Regions from separate parts of the Sus scrofa genome. Here regions 2, 3 and 4 are each linked to region 1. Evidence: chromatin contacts called from public Hi-C and HiChIP or PLAC-seq data. All regions are on one chromosome and are shown on one strand. Each heading gives the region's core, a stretch centred on a gene start, on an enhancer-like site or on the middle of the called end of the contact. The rest is flanking DNA. Distances are from core to core; before and after follow the strand shown. Region 1 has its middle 320 kb from the start of PREP. Region 2 has its middle 89 kb from the start of PRDM1. Region 3 overlaps ATG5 (autophagy protein 5). Region 4 holds the start of PRDM1 (PR domain zinc finger protein 1).

Region 1 (2,700 bases), core at 127-2,626:
CATATTTCTGGATCCAGTACTCAGAGGATTGGATGGATTCAGGTTGCCTTTAGAAAGTGAAAGAAGAGTTGAAAAAATCACCAAATACATTAGCTATAGAAACAGCAGAGATGAAAGTCAGGGGGCCGTGGCAGGGGGTGGTTGAAAGCTCAATGGAAAGCAGGTAAAATTTTATTACAACAAACAGTGAACCTAACAACTCATTTCATTAGAAGGTAATTTTAAGATAATGGATATATTACGGGAAATAATGTTCACAGTCTTATGGACCTGGAGAGAAGGAACTAAGGCCAGGAATAAATAAAAACTAGGGAAACAAACAAAGTCAATGGGAAAGATAGGAAAGGGAAATTTCACCTTCAGACAGCTCTCCCATTTTATTTTCCCTAATGCCAGCCCCAAAACCTTCCTTAAAAAAAAAAAATTGGTATATGGGTACACTTCTTTGTTTTGGTGGATGGTTGGGATTGCTTATGGATTTGTTAGCAGTCATAGCATTTCCTTGTAGGGAGGTTAGAATGTTTGATTGTAAGAAAGAGGCAAGAACGTTGAAAAGTTCCTACTATGTAACAGAAGGACATAAGGCCTGTTAAGGTCTAAGCTGCAGTAAGTGTTTCAATCCTTCTCCCCCATGCCAACTGCCAACAATTAGTTAATTTTATCATACAGACTAGCAGGGGCATCGAGGGAGACTAATAAAAACATTTGTTGAGTTTATTAAGGAGAAAAGGCTTCAGTTACTTTCCCCAAAGCACTGTCATTATAGACCAGTGTCTGCCAGGTCATATAAACAGCTTTACTGTAAAGAATGTTTTCCTTTAAATGGATCTATTGTCATGGGACTTTATCTATCTGAAAAAAACAGAGATTTATCAGTGAAGAATATAAGAATGGGAAGCTTGTGACTTGTTATCCAGAAGAAAAAATTAAAGAGATGTCTTCAATTGGATTAAAATAATCAGGTTAGTTTCAAAACCATAAAGGAAAATGTACAAATCAACAATTTATAGGCATTTTAAAGTTTTTAGTTGCCTGAAATTATCTGAAGCTTAGAAGATGAAACAATTCTAAGACCTTGCCTAATTTTATTAAACATTTATTCAGTCTTATAAAGCATCTTTTATATATTCATGTAACATACAAACACACACACACACATATACATCCTCTCAGTGGCTACTCTTGGGAATGGAAGAATGTAGAAAACAATTCCTATAATCAATTTTTCTGATTTCTTTTGAATTGGGTCTAATATTTGTTCTTTTCTTTTTTGTATAGAGCTCTACCTGCCCAGGAGTCACAGCTCACTTCCAGGGCAGCTCTTTCAATGATGGAAAAGAATCAACAGTGACAGATCCATCCCAAAAGAACTTTCTCATCATCTCTCAGGTCTGGTGGTAAATCCAACCATAGTGACCACATCTACCCACTGGTCTTACTCAGTGGTTATAATGTTTGTGGTGCAATAATTATTATTAATTTGACATGTTTGTATCTTCAAGGTACTCAGGCAATGGCAAATGAACATAAAGCCCCACTCTTTTCTTTAAAGGAATCCAAGATAAGAGCATACTTTACTGGGAACATTATTTCGCTTGTAGAAAGGGAGAATTCCTATATTCTCTGGGGCTTTTGAGGCACTTTTCCTGTGGGCCAGCCACTAGAGGGCCTCGTGATGCTATATACTTTAATATTTTAAATATTGATTACTCTCAAAACACTGCTCTTCATGCTCAGAGTTCTCATTTAAATGGATAAAAATGGAAAGGATAAAAAATTGTCTTCAATTATATCTGCATTTAAAACATTGGGCAGAATTGGAGACAGAGGCTAAAATCCCATCTTGCCAAATCTATTGACTCACACGCCAAGAGAATCCATCTCCTGAAAGAGTGGATATGGCCAACAGAAAATTAGATACTTCACTATGACTCTTGAAAGACATTTATACCCTGTTCTGTCATTTTTTCATCCTAAGCATTATAAGCCAAGAACCAACATTCAACTAATTGCCACTCTGGAGATAGCCATGTTCAAAGTTCAACTTATTATTTCTCAGAAAATGAACAAGGTGATTGCTTCTCCTTCTCCTTCCTTTTTTTTTTTTTTTTTTTGGCTGCACCTGTGACATACAGAAGTTCTCAGGCCAAGGATAAAACCCAAGCCAGAGCAGTGACCCAAGCCACAGCAGTGATTGCTACTTCTTGATATAAGACTTCTGGATGGCAGCCAATGGTTTATCTCTAACCTGCCAGTTTGGGAGAAATTGTTGAGTTATTAAGCTGGGCTTGAATTCGTTAATACAATGATTTCTTGATTTCTTTTACCCAAGTTAAAACATTTGGCAAAAGACATCCAGGACATGTAGCCTTTTGTGGTGCATGAATAGCCTTAACTTAAACATGGACTACAACAAATTATTTTGCCTAATGTGTAATTATTTCTCAACAAACTTGGGCTAATATTGGTTTAACTATGTTTTGTCTATTTCTCTAAAAAATAAGCTTTATTTTTTAGCACAGGTTTAGGTTCAGAGCAAAACTGAGCAGAAAGTACAGAGAGTTCTTATACATCTCCTGTCCCCACACCACCACAGTGGTACATTTGTTCCAGGTGAAGAGCCTACACTGACACATCATTATTGCACAAAGTCCATAGTTCACATTACAGTTCAATCTTGTTGAAACTATGGACTTGACA
Region 2 (2,700 bases), core at 183-2,682, 260 kb after region 1:
AAGTGTAAGGGGGAAGTTAAAGAAATTCAAAGGCAATATTATATATTCAAAACAAATTTGAGGAAATACTTTCAAAATGATATGTAATTAGTTAGTGGAAGTGACTATCACAGCAAACGATTGAAACAAATTGCTTTATGAGCTTTCCCTTCTACCCCGTCAAACCTCTATATGAGTATAAAGCATAGAAGAAGGGATAACACTATATTGTCACCTAAAATTACAAGCAGGAGGAAGTGGAAATTGTTTCACTTCAATAATAGTAATAATAATAATTTATTGAGCATTTACTTTACGCCAGGCAATTGTTCAAGCTTTACCTAAAAAAAAGAAAAAGGAAAAGCTTTACTTGGTTTCTCCTTGCCCTGTGACAGGAACAGACAATAAAACAACAAAACAGGACTGAGTTGAGCAACTTGCTAAATATCACTTTGCTATCAAGTGGTGGAGTCATCTTAAAAGAGAGAGGGAAAAAAATCTTTCCTCTTTCCAGATTCAATTATTAGCTGCAACTTATCTTGACCAGTTACAGATGGGCACTGGGAAAGCACTCTATGTGAGACGGTTTGACTGCTTCACAGGTTGCTGCTACACCCAGGACATAGCAGGTCAGACATTTACAAATACCTGTTAGGTATAATAACTTTGTTTCACAAATATGAACAAAGGAATGGGCTAAACCCATATTAGTTGATCAGAGAATGGTTTCCACAGTGTGTTAGTGATAATGTAACTGTTTTCAATATTCTGAAATCCTTTTTCTTTTCTTCTTCTTTTTTTTTAAATCTTTTTTTGCCCTGCCAGGCATGTGGAAGTTCTTGCCAGAGACTGAACGAGAGCCATAGCGTGACCCAAACTGCTGCAGTGACAACGTGAGATCCTTAACTAGCTATGCTGCAAGGGAACTCCTGAAATACTTTCTTTCTTAAGGTGAACTTATGACTTAGGACTCTGGGGAGAATATTTTTAACCTAATAGAGGGTAACTAGCTGTAGTCATAGACAATAAGTGATAATAGGAGGTAAGCGTCCCAGCACTCACATTGGGTAGTCAGCCAGGCCTAGGTTTTACAGACTTCACAAGGTCATTCCTCAGCCAGTGCAGAGCTCTCTCCCAACACTTTTGCTAAACTGATTCCAGTCAAGTCACCCACGGATTAGAAGTGAGATGGCAGCCATCATCAGTGTGTTTTTTAAACCAGTGCTGCTTCTTAGGTTGCATAACAAGCTACCATTGGTGGTCCTTTACTTAATCAAACCTAATAAACTACAAGGAAGACTTTCCTCATCAAAACCAAGTTACCAAGTCAGCACTCAAAAGACGAAGCTCTGACTTGCTACTTTTGATTGGGACGCGGGGCGTCCTAGTAATTCGCAGAACTTTGCGTGTATCCGTCAGCTCAGTTTTACCCTGGAAAGGCAGGAAACACCGGTTCCTGGCCCCTCTCCTTCCTGGGAATAGACTTGGGGGTCAGCGGCCCCTCCCCCCCAAGCAGTGCAATCCTTATTTCTTCAGAATGCCAACTTTTTGTACGGGTGACCTCAAAATCCTTTTTAACCCTCCACCCCACGCCAACGCTCGTGTGTAAATCCCAGTGCAGAAAGTGAAAGTGGGCTAGGGGCCTGGCTGCTGTTGCGGAACGCGCGCTGGGGGTGAGGGCGGGTCTTCAGGACGTCCTCCCGTCACGTGACGAGCGGCCGCCCAATCCCAGCGGGGCCGTGCCGCGCGCGCCGACTGGGCCGGGGAAGCGCTTTTCTGTCAATGAAAGTTGTCATTCAGGCTGCTACAGACTAAACACAGTGTAAAGAGGGCTTTGCACCTCTTTCAGGTTTAGGTCCTCCTTCCCACCCCCCGCCCTGTAGATGTGGAGAATCCGACGTCCCGAACTCGGGGTTCCCGGACACTGTGCACAATCCCTTTCATCAGACGCTAGCTACCTACTTAATGCTGGAAAGAGCACTTCCTTTTAGGTGTAAGTCTCCAGGTCGGCCCAGGAAGGACTTTGGCCTCAGTTCTCTCTGGTTTGTTTGCTGAGAAAGGGGCTAGCTCCTTCCTCCAAAGCAGAGGAGTATAGTGATGATTAGAAAGAGTCTGAAGTCTTTGGGCCCCAACATGCTCCCGAGGAGTCTGTGGTCGCCACATTTACTCATTTGAGAGTGGGGAACCTGTGAGTCTCTGAAAAACATCAGATTGAGTCAGAGCTCAGCCCTTCTTTTACAGTATTTCAAATGACTTTGAATATTTTCTCCACTGGAATCTTTATGCTCAACTCAGATTTAAAGAACAATTTAAAGGAACCGGAGTCCTGATGGATAGTTTTGTCCTTTCCAAGAATTCTGGGAGGCTTAACTGTAGCTTCACGGTTTTTACCCCCAATATTCACCGCGAAACAAAAGTTAGCTTTCCTGAAGTCAATAACAATAGGAGAACTGGTTTAATCCACCTCTGAGTAGGCAACCCCCACCCCCAAGTCCTCCTTCACACTCCAACCTGCCCCTAGGTATGTTTGTGTAATCAGAGACTGATTGTAGCTGCCTCGCCATTTCTCCTGGGAAAGATTAGCTTGCATTCATTGAAGTTGCTTGTTTTCTAGATTTATCTAGGCGAGCAGAGAAGATGCCACTCGGAAAATAGCTGGGTTTCCTGCACGACGTCTTCAGGAGCTGGCTGAACTGCGCAGGTGTGCGGGTTTTGATTGCC
Region 3 (2,700 bases), core at 98-2,597, 470 kb after region 1:
ATAACTGGAATTAGCAATGCCTATTTATTAATATAGAATGTAATTAGGTTTATTTCATTAGCTATATAGGTAGTATGATGTGTTTTGGGAGAATTAAATCTGAAAAAGGGATAAATTATAAAAAAAAATCAAGAAATAAAAAAGCTCTCATTTTTATTTGTCATTATTCATAGCTAACATAAATTGAACTGAAGGCATCAGAAAAACTAGATTTTATAATACACAAGTCTAATAAAACACAAATAACTGTAAAGCTATTTCCAATATTAAAAATCCCACTAACAATTACTGTGGCCCTCAAAATCAGTGTACTTTCACTTGATTCAACTTAAAAATAACTAAATTTATATATTTTAAAAGCTTTACTAGTAAGTAGTAAAGGCTTCATTATAACCAAATGGTAACAATGATGAACACCAATAAAACTTTTCTTAACGTCATTAGTAAAAAACCACAATGTAATATTTCACTTTCGAGTATCACGTGGCCAGTGATATTTCAGCTGACAGGCATTACAAGGATTTAAAGATAAATAAATTGCAACGAAGAATATTACATTTATTTCCCGCCTATGTTAAAAGAAAAAGATTTGAGGTTGCTTATAACAAAAGCATGTATATAGTAACAACAAAAACTATTAACACATCTTTTTCTTGGATAGAATTATCCCATCTCTTATATGTGGAATCTGAAAAACAAAACAAAACAAAACCCAACCAACCAACAAATCAAGCAAACCAAGCTCACTGATACAGAGCATCTGCTGGTTGCCAGACTTTGGGAGTAGAGTGTGGAAGAAATGGGTGAACTATTTTTGCTTCTGATTTATGTAAACTGAATGAGGGGTGGGAAGACTAATCTTGCTGCAATCTATAATATAAATAAAAATTGGAAGAGATTAGAGAACTGTTTGTTTGCATGAGAAATAATGAGGATATGAGCTTGAATTGTGCCAAAGAAAATGAAGAGAGTGGATATGAGGGATATGGATAAACTGTGTGATCTGCAAATAGATTTGTTTCATTAATTCATTTGTTTATTCTTACTTTAATTCATCTCTTTTATTGTATTAGGCAGTTGCTGAAGGTATTCAGCAAAAAAAATGAGCAGTTTCTGCCTTCACAAAGCTCTCTGATCAGTCCTGAGTAGCTTCTTTAATCTAGTAAAACCTGCCCTCTAAGAGTGCGCTCAGCCTCCTTCCAGAACCACTCACCCCAATCCTTTCAAATTCTGCTTCCTAGCCTGTTCCCAGTTTCTGATCACATCTTCTCTTCCTGATTCCACTTCGCCCCACTGGCAGCTCTCATTTCTGGCCTCACTTCTTAGATTCACTTCCTTCTTCCTATTTTGAGAGTTAGGCTGATTTCATGTGCTTTGGGTAAATTCCTATGGTCTTGGCAACTAGACACAGTCCTTATGCTGGCGTGCCACCCCCGCCACCAAACAATCCAGATCCTGACAGTCAAGAGTCCAGCCATAACAAAACCAAACAAAAAAGAATTATCCCAATAGCTGTACCCAGGTCTAGGATCTCTAGCAACCAGTGGGCAGGGGCAAATTTATCAGAAATCTTCATTCATTAAACATTTATTGAGCACTTACCAAGGTATTACCTGTGCCGATGGATACAAAAATGAACAATGGATGCATAAACAAATAATTTTAAGACCCTGTTAAGTAGTAACAGAAATACGCACAAAGCACTGTGAAAAAATTTAAACTCCCAAGCACAAACTATAACTCTGGATTTTCTGGCAGCTAGAGTAAACAAGTAAACAAACCCTATAACTGGTTACATAATTTCATTTTATAAGTGTGGAAATTATACCAATAGGTACAATGTATTAAAATAAAATTGAACAGAATTTTCAAAGATGAAAACAAAGAAGAGAATATAGGTCAAGCTTCAAACTTGAAATACATTATATATATATATAAATATATTTTTGAATACAGAAAGAGATAAGGCCATTTCAGGCAGAGTACAGCACCAATTCTTCCCTTTCATATATGCCCCTGCCCACTAAAGTATTCAGAGGCAGATGGAATAAAACAGTACCTTTGAGATTGGTGAATAAAGGGAGAAAAATGAGCTATGAATTTAGCATATAAAGCTTGGAATATCAAATGCAGTGGAATTAGCCAAGGCTTAGTTGGAATTGCAACTCCCAACACAACTGATTATGTTCCCATGGCAAATTATATCAATCTTCGGGAGTCTGTATCTAAATCTAAAAAATGGAAATAATATATACTTTTGAATCACTGCTGTAACAGTTAAATAAAATGAAATACATAGAACACCTAATACAACAGGTGCTTAACAAGGATTAGTTCTTTTCATTCCTCCCTTTAAAAACACGGTTAAATGTGAAGCCAAAGAAAGGTAACACTATTTAGTCTTTATAGAGCCAAGAATGTAGAGAATAAAAAATAATTGGTCTTCAACCATCAGTTCTCTTTGAAGTTTTCTTAATTAGAATAAATATGTGGCACAAAGAAAAAGAAAATAGGGGTTTACACAGGATATGCTGCCAGACCTTACCAACAATGACACATGATATGTGCTTCAAATTGTCACATGCATATTTGGCCTAAGATATATTCATGCATGTCAAATTTTGCATCACATGCTTTTCAAAAGAAGCCTCATGTTAAAATTAGCTTAAGAATATACACAATTACAATACCTCATTAAGT
Region 4 (2,700 bases), core at 126-2,625, 350 kb after region 1:
AAAATATGTAAATGAGTTCCCATTGTGGCGTGGCGGGTTAAGAACCTGACTAATATCCACGAAGTTTTGGGTTCCATCCCCAGCCCAGATCAGTGGGTTGGGGATCCGGCGTTGCCGTGAGCTGCGGTGTAGATCGCAGACGTGGCTCGGATCCTGTGTGGCTGTGTCTGTGGCGTAGGCTGGCAGCTGCAGCTTGGATTCGACCCCTAGCCTGGGAACTTCCACATGCTGTAGGTGTGGCCCTAAAAATAATAATAAAGAAAAATACGTAAATGATTCCATAAGGACACAACTGTCCATCTGAAAGGAAGGTAGGATGAGACACAGGTGGTTCTGTAAATCCCAAGACCTCAGACATTTGTGTGGGTTTTACAAAGTTTTATAAAGTTCTCTGGGTGGCACTTACCAGGGGAGGGAAGGGAGCTCCGCTTTGGTTCTTCACTGCCCTTAAATTTTGTTTCTCTTATTTAGGAAGTCAAAACACTGACCTCATTTCCAAACATCCACAGCCCCCTAGGCTTACTTACCATCCCAAGGGTTAGGCCCTGAATATGTTTGTCCAGTGTGTTGGGGTGGTGAGCTGTGTCACGGGAAGGAAGGCCTGTGCTATTTTTAAATTGATGCAACCCATGGTTGAAACATATCATACACATATCATACCAATGACACACACGCTGCATTGTAACCTAGCATGTGTCATACATACATTCTCTCTCACTCACACACACCCCTGCCCTTCTCATCCGGCTTTAAAAAGGGAAGGCAGCCGGAACGCCAAGCCTGATGATTTGAGTTGAAAAGGCTGTTAAAGTGTAAAAATCAAGTACCCCTCTGGTGCTCAGCCTGGCTTTGAGACATGTGGGAGGGCTTCAAAGCCACCGTGCCCCGCTTTTGGAGCTCTGGCTTGCAGTTGGTCCCCAAATGTTTACCAGCATGAAGATGCCTGACTTACAGGAAGTGGGAAGTGGGTGTGGGGGGTGAGGGTGAGTGGGTGGGTAGGGAGTGGGGAAGGGAGGGTGGGGGGGGTGTCCTCTTGATGTGGTTACTCTGTCATTGACCTTGTTTGGGTAGAGCAGGAGTTGAATTAGAAAATGAAAACACGTTTCATCTTAGGCCCATTTCATCCCATTTTTTACTTTCCTTAGGAAAAAAAAAAAAAAGAGAGTTGTTGTTTTTTTCCCAAGGGGAGCCAGGTCTCCAGATTTGGTGCTCAACTTCCCTTCCTTCTACAATAGTCTTCGCCCACACTCATCTGGCAGCCTACAAATGCAACGCCCAGCCCACCGAGAGAGGACTGGGCCGGGCCCAGTAGCTGAGGCTGAATATCATAGGCTTGTCGAGCTGCTGTGATGACACCATCAAAGGGAATAGATGGGGGTTTCTGAGAGGCGAGCTGTTTGGATCATTCATGATTTGCTGCCATTGTGAACACTCTTAAGGAGAGAACTCTGCCTGAGAAATGCTGATTAATAAAGGTAACTGAGGTTGGCTTTTTTTTTTTTTTTTTTTTTTTGGTGCTCTAACAGGGAGGGAAATAATATAGTGACTAAAAACACACCAAGGCATTACTTAGAAGCAAACACTTTGAGATGTAAAGACTCTAGGCAGGGGCAGCCTTAGATAGCTAGCTCTCTCTGCACAGCTGTACCAGTGCTGACGTCTGCCTGCTTGCCAGCATCCTAAATGCGGTGCTCATCGGGCCTTCTAGAAGGGGTGAGTGACATTTGGTGGGCCACCCCTTCTCCTCTCTGCCTCCCCTCCTCACCCCCAAGCACTTTTGTGCTGGACTATACCTAGATAGGACTATATGAACATGCGTTTTCTTACGACAGGGGCCTGCTTCCTTCCTTTATTCCCTCTTCCTTTTTTGCAGCTTTCATTTTAAATTATATCACATTAAATTATATCCCTTGACTGCTACAATGACAGTAAAAAAATGGTTTGGTTTGGTGCTTCTTTGGATTATTTGAAGGGTTTTATAGTCCAACACTGGGTCTCAAATTTGACTTTCCTTCAAGTTCCACTCGTGGCCTTGTCCAGCTCAGCTGGAGCACCTGGAACTAATTTTAGGGTTGCCTGCTAAGCCCCACGCTGGTATTTGAAGTTTGCGTCCTCCCTAGACTCAAGCTCATTTCACCACCTCTGAAGGTGAGTGCAGGCTGATATTAATTAACAGTGAGTTGATTCACTGGCATCTTCCAGTCATTAGAGTAAATATTTGGCTTAAAGGAGCCTCTTCCCACCTCAACCTTGCAACTTTTTGCCCATTCCTTTACCCCACCACGGTTGACTCACCAGCACTTGCAGGGGTGTATATGGCCTAAGACAAGAGTTTGGTTCTAAAAGGGAAGTGAGATACTCTTTAACATCTGCAGGCGAGACTGTTTGAACAGCAGGCCGGCCTTCAGTATGACTACATTGTTTTTTTGTCCATGCGGGCGCTGACTCAGCATCAGTTAATAAACCCTCTGGAGAAGGCTGGATTTCTCTTGTTTAATTATCATCTTGGCGCTTTCTGAGAACTCTTGTAAGGAATTGTTCATTCAGTTTTATACCCCCAGCACGTGTGCCGCCTAAAAGTCGTGTTTCCTCTGGGTGCTAGCGTCCCCTCTGGCATAACATTGCAATCGCAGGTCATCAGGCAGTGAGCTGGGAGTGTGGGTTACTTATGTCCCCTAGTGGGAATTTAATTGTTCAGTA

Evidence for each region. A called contact is a pair of places that touch in the nucleus more often than the background predicts. HiChIP or PLAC-seq counts read pairs in DNA pulled down with a chosen protein or histone mark.
Region 2: a contact with region 1 is called in an H3K27ac HiChIP or PLAC-seq map of alveolar macrophages. The contact joins two enhancer-like sites. A contact is called at or near these places in 2 of 47 Hi-C or Micro-C datasets (both in embryonic fibroblasts) and 2 of 2 datasets of contacts at active chromatin or transcription factors (alveolar macrophages and skeletal muscle).
Region 3: an H3K27ac HiChIP or PLAC-seq map of alveolar macrophages shows a contact between it and region 1. The contact joins two enhancer-like sites. A contact is called at or near these places in 1 of 5 promoter capture datasets (liver), 9 of 47 Hi-C or Micro-C datasets (alveolar macrophages, embryonic fibroblasts, epiblast stem cells and 5 more) and 1 of 2 datasets of contacts at active chromatin or transcription factors (alveolar macrophages).
Region 4: a Hi-C map of alveolar macrophages shows a contact between it and region 1, with 2.8 times the contacts expected there. The contact joins the promoter of PRDM1 here to the enhancer-like site in region 1. A contact is called at or near these places in 2 of 5 promoter capture datasets (fetal liver and liver), 4 of 47 Hi-C or Micro-C datasets (alveolar macrophages, embryonic fibroblasts, epiblast stem cells and 1 more) and 2 of 2 datasets of contacts at active chromatin or transcription factors (alveolar macrophages and skeletal muscle).

The regions. Positions count from the first base shown.
Region 1 is chr1:71,956,840-71,959,539 of Sscrofa11.1, forward strand. It overlaps a transcript of PREP not described here. Among named protein-coding and RNA genes, the nearest start is that of PREP, 320 kb to the left of the region's middle. Within about 2 kb of position 1,377, at least 1 of the 83 cell types and tissues checked has an H3K27ac peak or open chromatin away from gene starts, as enhancers often do. A contact at or near this core is called in alveolar macrophages, where this site is marked.
Region 2 is chr1:72,218,594-72,221,293 of Sscrofa11.1, forward strand. No RefSeq gene overlaps it. Among named protein-coding and RNA genes, the nearest start is that of PRDM1, 89 kb to the right of the region's middle. Within about 2 kb of position 1,433, at least 57 of the 83 cell types and tissues checked have an H3K27ac peak or open chromatin away from gene starts, as enhancers often do. A contact at or near this core is called in alveolar macrophages, where this site is marked.
Region 3 is chr1:72,429,419-72,432,118 of Sscrofa11.1, forward strand. All of the region lies in intron 6 of ATG5 (autophagy protein 5), which reads right to left. Among named protein-coding and RNA genes, the nearest start is that of ATG5, 90 kb to the right of the region's middle. Within about 2 kb of position 1,348, at least 7 of the 83 cell types and tissues checked have an H3K27ac peak or open chromatin away from gene starts, as enhancers often do. A contact at or near this core is called in alveolar macrophages, where this site is marked.
Region 4 is chr1:72,307,721-72,310,420 of Sscrofa11.1, forward strand. PRDM1 (PR domain zinc finger protein 1) reads left to right here and starts at 1,376. Exons shown (of 7, transcript XM_005659341.3): 1 at 1,376-1,475.